Linked DNA regions of Anser cygnoides: region 2 is linked to region 1. A link is a contact called in public Hi-C data. All regions are on one chromosome and are shown on one strand. The core of a region is the stretch at or near the end of the contact, and the rest is flanking DNA. Distances in the headings are between cores, read along the strand shown. Region 1 has its middle 11 kb from the start of GCLC. Region 2 overlaps CILK1 (ciliogenesis associated kinase 1).

Region 1 (4,532 bases), core at 1,254-3,753:
ATGGTTTGAGTCAAATAATTCCCCTTTTTAACAGTTTAATATTCTTTTGTTTCCAGTAAATGGAATCAGCTTTGTGCAAGGTCAGAAGACAGTGCACAAGCCAGTGCAAGTGAGAAGAAGAGGGCTAAGACAAGGAGAGCAGCAAGAAGGGCACAGAGCCTCTTCCTGTACCTGGAAATGAGCTATTAGATCATGTTAAGACTGAACACATAACTTCACCCTTGGCAGCTTTGTTGCAGACACTAATTCTCTGTTATTTGCCCTATAGACTTGTCTTAACAGTCATCCGCAGCCCGTCAGTAATTATACTGCCTGGCTCAGAGGAGTAAGCAATAGTGTAATAAATGGAGAACATAAAGAACTTCAAGAGAAAACTACCTCAGAGCCCAGATATTAAACGTGTTTAAAAGCCTAAAATGTACAGTAACATCTAGTGAGGCACTTCCAAAGCACCTTGATGTCCCTTGAGAGCTGTGCATTTCTTTTTAGCTGTAGCACTTTTGTCTTCGAAGAACCTCCACACAACCTGCTTGGTCAATTAGGAGCGTGTCTTTCTTTCTGCAACACGTTCTGAGAAACAAGTGTGGTAACACCAACAACACCACGACTGCCCATGGTTTATGGCTACATCTTCTAACAGCAGTGTTGATGTGGCATATGGGAGCAGTGGTGAGACAGCAACCTGCAGAGCTCTTCCTTTACGCGATATGGTTTCTCACAGGCAGTAAGTAGCACTACTGAGCTCATAGTCCACCCATTCTTTTCAGGAGCTGAAGATCTTCCTAGGAATACAAGCTGCCAAAGGAAGATACAAGTAGGATGCAAAATTGGAAAGAGTCAAGTGGAGGGCAACAAAGATGATACAGGGCCTGGAGCATCTCCCCTATGAGGGAAGGCTGAGAGACCCGGGTCTGTTCAGCCTGGAGAAAAGAAGACTGAGAGGGGATCTCATCAATGTGTATAAATACCTGAGGTGTGGGAGACAGAGGGATTTGGCCAACCTCTTTTCAGTGGTTTGTGGGGACAGGACAAGGGGCAATGGCCACAAGATGGAGCACAGGAAGTTCTGCACCAACATGTGAAAGAACTTCTTCATGGTGAGAGTGATGGAGCACCGGAACAGGCTGCCCAGGGAGGCTGTGGAGTCTCCTTCTCTAGAGATATTCAGGGCACGTCTGGACGCCTACCTGGGCAGCCTGCTCTAGGGAGCCTGCTTTGGCAGGGGGGTTGGGCCCAATGATCTCTTGAGGTCCCTTCCAACCCCTACAATTCTGTGATTCTGTGAAAATTATTTGAATACCTGAACCATTCAGCGGAAGACCAACACTTCTTTTTTGATCTTTTTGGTCTGTTTGTTCAGAATGGAAATGGCATATTGACATTTCAGCTTCATTAGTGTTTGCTGACCTAGCTGAGAACATGGTTTACTCATGAGATGTCTGGAACACGCTTTTGCTCACTAATAAATTTAACCTCCTGTTACACATAGTAATGAATAGGGTTTTATTTGGGATTTTGAGCAACTCTTACACAATTAAGTTGAAGCTTTTTCCTTGGTGGAATGCCACAGATTATACAGCTCTTTTGGAAAGGAAGATTAGAGCAGATTGGTGGAACAGGAGTCATGAGAAATTTCAGAAGTACAAGGGTTTCTCATAGGATGATCCATGGGACTAAAACCCATATACCAAAAGGGAGGTTAAAAGGTAACACAATTTCTTGTTTCAATGCCTGCGAAGAAAATAACTAGCACTAGATGAAATTATGTTGAGTATGAAGACTTTTGGCGGGTTATTCTATCTGCTGTGTGACTAGAATAGCCCACACTGTGTGACCCTTTCAGCCTTCTCTGCCCCTTTGTGTTGTGCGTGGACAGAAAACACATCAGCATCACTGCCTTGGCACTGCCCTTTCTGTCTCCACCTGGAGCAAGAGCACCAATGGATCCTATGGCCCTAGTTTTGGAAAGAAATGGGTGACAGCAGTTGATCCCACGGGCAAAACCGAAGGGAGTTCTGGTGTCAGCACCACCAAGCATGGGAGCAGGGTTTGGCAGGCACATACTCTTTTTTACATAACTGTGCAAAGTACAGTTCCTGTGATAAAACATTACAGTATGTTACAGGTTATTTGGGGCAAGGGTTAAATTTCCTCTACTGTTATCTTTGTGCCCGATGCATTCTTTCGCGGAAATGGGGATTTGGGCAAAGATTAAAGAAGATACATATGCGAATGACTGGTTTACCACACGGGCACTGTAATATTGTTACTGGCAGTATTAGCAAGGGTTAGAATCTGAGGCAAAGAATCATTTACAGGCATTGAGGAGAAACTAGGCAGTTATTTTCTATAAACCTCAAATAGTTGAACAACAGAGCCTTTAGGGATCTACTAATGCAAAGCTTGGTTTGGGTTCCAACTCTTACCTCACCTGCTAAGCATTAACTATTTCTTCATGCTTAAAATGAAAATATTCAAGAATGCCACATGACAGGCATATATATGTTTGTGTGTGTGTATATATATATATGTATACAGAGTCTATGCTGAAACAGGGAATATAAACAACCGAAACATGTACCTTGCACGCTTTTGCAATAAAGCAAGGTTATTAACGCAGACTCTGACATACAAAGGTGCAGCTCTATTTCAAGAGCTATTTGCGTATCTTTATTATTTTATGATCATTGCTTTAGTGTCAGTGGTTGAATGGCCAGGAGAATATGCTTTGTCAAGCCTCCCAAAGGGAACCAGTCTGAGAAGGGGTGAAGGGAGAGAAGGCACACTTCATTCACTTGCTCTGTTGATCTTCTGCACCAGGAGACCAGAAGGTCACCACCAGAAGGTCCAAGTCCCACGTCAGGGGTTTGCTAGGGAATACGTGGCTTTGCCCGGCGGGTCTCTCATTAGTCCTGACCTTTACAACAGTCCTCTTTGGCACAGTGCTCTACCCTGAAAAGCTGACATGGGGCAGGGATGCCACTAACCAGTTCCTGGCTCCAGTTAGCTACACAGATGCACAAATGACTGTGCCAGTGCGAGCACAGGGGACAGGAGACAGCAGGATGACATGCCGTGTCTGCCGGGCCACTGCCCAATTCACTGGTGGTCCCAGTACCCATGTCCACATGTACCTGTCTCTCCTCTTTCTTACACAGTAATTTCACAGCAGGCTTTATAGGAAACTTAGACTCTTACCCTAAGATACCTGGATCTGCCCCTGGAGCTGGGGACCTACAGTTAAGGTAAAGCAATAATTATTCTAGGTACTTAAATGAAGCATCCTGGATCCCACCCAGAATAGCTTGAAATCTCTGATCCTTAATTTGTCTACTTGTATATAGAGAGCTGTTTATGCTTACTCCCACTTGACAGTTCCTCGGAGGTGCTATAAATAATACAAACATATTAAAAAGTTCTATAGTGCTAAGTACTAGGCCAGCTTTTGAAATTGTATCAATTGCTCCACTTAGACAATTTTCAAAAAAAAGACATTTTCAGCATCTTCTGCTTTAATTCTCTTTGACATGGAGCCTCCAAAACATTTCCAACTTCTCTCCAGAGTATACACCTGTCTGATGAAAACACTTTGGAGGTATGAATGGTGTTAAGTTACACAAAGAATATGTTAAAAAAATACTGATTTTTTTCTCTCAGTGTTTTCCTCTTTCAAGTTTTCCTCTCACTATTCTGATTTTGCACTGGGCTCTGCCTAAAACCTTTAGAAAATCACCAAGCAACCAGTTTCATTAAAGAGAAGAGGAGAACGCATTTCCAATAATTTTCAAGTTTTCAGTAGAACTTCATACTCCATGTGAAGTAGATTACACACAATAAGCAATACGAAGTAGGTGAGATGCAGGGACTTTGTAATTAAAGATTTGGAGATAAACTTGCAACTGAAGAAGGTGTAATTGATCTCTGGAGACTATTCAGTGAGCAACTATTAGTAGACTATTTTCTCCACACCTGCCACTCAAGGTATCCTGGTTTTCAATATGTTCCTGAAAAAAAATGCTTTGGTGCAAAATTATGTCTGAAAATAAACTGTTCTTCACTAGCCATCAGAGCCATAAGTCATGCAGGAACTAAGGTATGGCACTCAATAAAAGTTTGTAATTGCTTTTCAACATTTTCACAATGGCAGTGACTCTAGTACTGTCACTACTTTTAACCTATAAAAGCCTGTAGGTTGTTATTTTTCTTGCTATGTGAATGGTGGGTTAGTCTTAAAAGGAAAATGATGTCCTGGTTATCAGTAAAATACCAAAGGGTACTTGCTGACTGCCTCAGTCTTTCTAACCAGATGCAGTTCTTAAGATTAAGCTACTGCCTGGGACTTAAATGTTTGAATCAGATCATTTTTTGAGACTCTGTACTCTGCATTTAGGGGCTTGCAAAGCTTTCAATAAGGTTTTGAAAGGCTCTAATCTTATGAAGTCCTGCTCTATCTTATTTTCCTCTTGAAGGCTAGTTTGTTTCCACTGCTGTTTTTTCTAAGGTACAAATGCCTATATGCTTCCCCTTTTAAA
Region 2 (4,532 bases), core at 757-3,256, 190 kb after region 1:
TTTGGGCCCCTCGCTACAGGAAGGACATGGACGTGCTCGAGCGAGTCCAGAGAAGGGCGACCAAGCTTGTGAGGGGTCTGGAGAACAAGTCTTACGAGGAGCGGCTGAGGGAGCTGGGCTTGTTCAGCCTGGAGAAGAGGAGGCTCAGGGGCGACCTCATCGCTCTCTACAGTTACCTGAAAGGAGGCTGTAGAGAGGTGGGGGTTGGTCTATTCTCCCACGTGCCTGGTGACAGGACGAGGGGGAATGGGCTAAAGTTGCGACAGGGGAGTTTTAGGTTGGATGTTAGGAAGTACTTCTTTACCGAAAGGGTTATTAAGCATTGGAATGGGCTGCCCAGGGAGGTGGTGGAGTCACCATCCCTGGAGGTCTTTAAAAGACGTTTAGATGTAGAGCTTAGGGACATGGTTTAGTGGAGTACTTAGTGTTAGGTCGGAGGTTGGACTCGATGATCTTGAGGTCTCTTCCAACCTAGAAAAATCTGTGAATCTGTGAATCTGTGCTGTGCTTTCTTTCATTGCTGTTAATATGTGTCACAGTATCACAGAGTGGTTGAGGTTAGCAGGGACCTCTGGAGGACATCTGGTCCAACCCCCCTGCTCAAGCAGGGACACCTACAGCAGGGTGCCCAGCACCATGTCCAGACAGCTTTTGTGCATCTCCAAGGACGGAGACTCATCCATAGCCCCTCTGTGCCAGTGCTTGGTCACCCTCACAGTAGAGAAGTTTTTCCCAATGTTCAGATGGGAGCTCCTGTGCTCTAGTTTGTGTCCATTGCTTATTGTCCTGTCGCTGGGCACCACTGAAGAGCCTGGATCCATCCTCATTTCACCCTCCTTTTGGGTATTTGTAGGCATTGATAAGATTCCCCGAGCCTTCTCTTCTTCAGGTGGAACAGTCCCAGGTCTCAGCTTTTCTGAGTATATGTGGCGCTCCAGTCCCTTACTCGTCTTTGTGGCCCTTTGTTGGTCTTCTCTTGTACCGGGGAGCCCAGAACCAGACACCAGGTGTGGCCTCACCTGGGCTGAGTAGGGGGGAAGGATCATTCCCTCGACCTGCTGCTAACACTCCTATTGCAGCCCAAGACACTGTTGTCCGCCTTTGCAGCAGGAGCCCATTGCTGGCTCACGTTCAACTTGGTGTCCACCAGGACCCCAAGGTCATTTTCTGCCAAGCTGTTTTCCAGCTAGGTGACCTCCAGCACATACTGGTGCCTGCGCTCGTTCCCTCCCCAGGTGCAGCTCTTGGCAGTTCCACTTGCTGAACGTCACGAGGTTCCTGTCAGAACATTTTTCCAGCACGTCAAGGTCCCTCTTCTTGTAGCACAACTCTGTGGTGTATCAGCCACTCCCCCCAGATCAGTGACCCCTGGGGTGCACTGACAGCTACTGCTTTCCAACCAGGCTTTGTTCCACCGATCACCACCCTCTGGGCCTAGCCATTCAGCCAGCTTTCAGCTCACCTCACTGTTGCCCAATCCATCCAGACCACTGTTGCTTAGATAAAGCTAGCTTATGCAAAGCAGTTTGAAGGACAGTCTGGGCTTGATTGCACTGTAAATATGTCCCAACATGTCATATATAAACATAGTCCAGGTATTGCATATACAGCAGTGCTGTTGGTGGTGGTAGCCAGTGGTTTTTAGATAACAGTGCCGTAGTGATAGTGCTCAACTAATGAAATACACAGGGCACCTTTTGAAAAACAGATATTATTCTGCGTTCAAATCTGATTTGATGTCAGTAGGATTGTAGTTGAACCTCTACGATATCAGACGGTCAGTACAAATTCTAATAAAAAGCTTTAAAGTTAATTAAAGCAGTTAAAATAGATCAAGAAACCACAGAGGTAATGAAAAGCAAAAACACTGAGTATAACTTGGTATTAAGAGCCATTAACAAATAGTTCTTAGCACCTGTTTTGCAATAGGTACAAATACGGTGAGGAATCTCGACTTTTAGTAGGTTTTTACAGTGAAAGGTCTTTAGGGAGAGAAAATGAGTATACCTGAAACAGCAAGGTGGGCAGAGATGAATTGCCTTTACTGACAACTCCTTAGTTACTTGTAAGGCAGGATAAAGATATTTTACCAATATATCTTCCAAGAAAGAGAAATGCTAATTTTCGTAAGGGATACGTCTATTTCACTGGAGAATGGAAGAGATGGAATGTCTGTGGGGTCATTCAAGTCTTGATGGATGAATCTGTGATGACAGTTGCTCGTGCCTTTCCACATAGGAATGTTCACATGCACAGAGACAGAGAACAGTGGAACATGCCTCTAGATTACACGTTCCTGCTTAAGTATTTACTATTCTGCAGAACCTTTTCCTTTTGTGGAGGTTCACAGATGATCTGATTACTTGATATCTGTTGAGTTTTTTTACTGTTGCAGCATTATTTTGAGGTGGATTGTGCTCACTAGGATCTGGTGTTGAGAGATGCACCTTCTGCTGTTTTCTACCCCAGAAAAGGGGAAATAAAATTTGTACTGTCCTCTTAGGGCTAGGGTAAGTTAGAAATGTTGGTTTCCTAAGTTGGATCCTAACCTCTTCATTATGTTTTAGGCACTTCGATATCCATACTTCCAGGTTGGGCATGCCTTGGGTGTTCAGGACCTGGCGAAACAAAAGGAACTCCATGACAAATCATCTCTGCATATTAAGCCTGTCCCTCCACCACAACCTCCTTCAAAATCCCATGCACGTATTTCTTCACGACCATTTCAACAAAGCCAGGCTTCTCATCATTTGGTCTATCCGTATAAGACAGACAACTCCGGGACTGATCACAGTAACTATTTACAGGAAGACAAGTCTAACCAGGTTCTTCTTCCTGCAATTCACAATAAGGTTCCTCAGCAGGTAAAGGTCCATCTAGCGCATGGATTTTCCTTAACTGTTTTATTTTTTCTTGCTCTCTTGCATGAGTTCTCATACGTACTGTACAAAAAGTACAGGTGATGTAAATAAAGAACAGCTATGACTTTCTGCTGTAAACTGGAAGTTAGTCTGTTGAAATCTAAATCCAATTGCTATAAAACAAGCAAATTGATTTCTTATTTTAAAGCATGCTACACTTCCCTTTGTTATAAAGGATGATTTTACACGAGTAAAATGATGTACAGGGGTGAGCATATTAATGTGATTGATGCCAGGAATAAAACTATTAAGCTAAATGGTATTGAATTACGTTGGGGGTCTGTTAGCTTAGTCCATTTAAGTCATCCAGTTTACGTAACTAAGACAACCCTTTGGGTTTCTGTACAGGCCATGGAAGACGACGGATTCTTTCAGAGTAAGAACCTGCCATTTATGCTGATTATACAAGGAGGATGGATGCATAAGATAGATGACTAAAGCAGCGTGAACACTTCTGATAAGCAATTGGTCTTAAGCAGAATCTGTACTGGCTGGGTACTGATTTGCTCAAGGTTGAAATGTACAAATACGCTTAGGTAGCTGAGGAGACGTAAATTTGTATCTGCACTGTCCCACAAGGAAAATATGTTCTATAAATGTGCAGGTACAGGCTAGTGGAAACATAAATGTACATGTGGTTTTGTACTCCCAAGAGGGATTAAGGAATAAAAATCAAGTATGAGCTAGTTGTTCAGAAGTTGTACAGTGAAAGATAAGTAGAATTGGAAATGAGACCCAAGAAATTTATTCTTCTGTCAATGTAAGATATTTTAATATAGGATGAAATAGAGAAGACAAGTAATAAGGTCTACAGGCTGCAGATTGTGTTCTTAGCATGTTCAAAGAAAGACTAGATTTCTGCTACAGCTCTGCTATCACTCTTGCCCTTTCAGATAGGAAGAAAAGCTGCTTTGGTTCTATCACCTGGTTTGTGGTGTAACTGTGTGGGTTTTATTCTTTTCAATTATTGTAATAGAAAACATCTGCTGGAACTGAGAACATAAATGGTGAACTTAAACCAAAAGCTAGGCGAAGATGGGGGCATCTTGCTAGAACAGTAAAGAGTTCTGAAGACTGGGATGATTTAGAAGACCTTGATTTTGGCTCTTCTGTCACAAGAGTTGACCTGAAAAACAAAAAGAGGCAGAATGATGAAACTCTTTGTAGGTGAGTTGTTTTTTATTATGTTCATGTGCTATTTGGTCTTACCTTATGCATAATGTTGCTGTTTATGCTTTCTGTGGATCTAGAAACATACATACTCTAAAAATAATGCTTAAGTCTTTCCAAGTTCATCTTTGAATGTATATTTTCTGTTTCCCGTGTGAAACATTTCAACGTATTTCACACATATAAACTGTATCACATGACTCTAAGCTGCATTTTCCATGGATCAGACACAGTAGAGAAAAACTTACTAGGTGATGTATAAAAAACAAGAAAGCAATTTGTAAGAGAGCTAGAAGTGTAGGTCAGAATTTTAGGGGCACTTGTATGGTTTCAGGCTGAAAATATTCCCTGTTGTCTGTGTGTTTATGCTGTAGCAAACACAATGTGAGGAAGTGATTCCTGGAGATGGGATGGAGGAGAGAAGGCCAACTGTGGATAAGC

The links. Hi-C and Micro-C count contacts between places; a contact is called where the count stands out from the background.
Region 2: a Hi-C map of liver shows a contact between it and region 1, with 10 times the contacts expected there. The contact joins two enhancer-like sites. A contact is called at or near these places in 2 of 7 Hi-C or Micro-C datasets (both in liver).

Annotation. Positions count from the first base shown.
Region 1 is chr3:97,674,353-97,678,884 of Taihu_goose_T2T_genome, forward strand. No RefSeq gene overlaps it. Among named protein-coding and RNA genes, the nearest start is that of GCLC, 11 kb to the right of the region's middle. Within about 2 kb of position 2,504, at least 1 of the 3 cell types and tissues checked has open chromatin away from gene starts, as enhancers often do. A contact at or near this core is called in liver, where this site is marked.
Region 2 is chr3:97,860,820-97,865,351 of Taihu_goose_T2T_genome, forward strand. CILK1 (ciliogenesis associated kinase 1) reads left to right here. Exons shown (of 15, transcript XM_048078077.2): 10 at 2,568-2,864; 11 at 3,898-4,088. Among named protein-coding and RNA genes, the nearest start is that of CILK1, 16 kb to the left of the region's middle. Within about 2 kb of position 2,007, at least 1 of the 3 cell types and tissues checked has open chromatin away from gene starts, as enhancers often do. A contact at or near this core is called in liver, where this site is marked.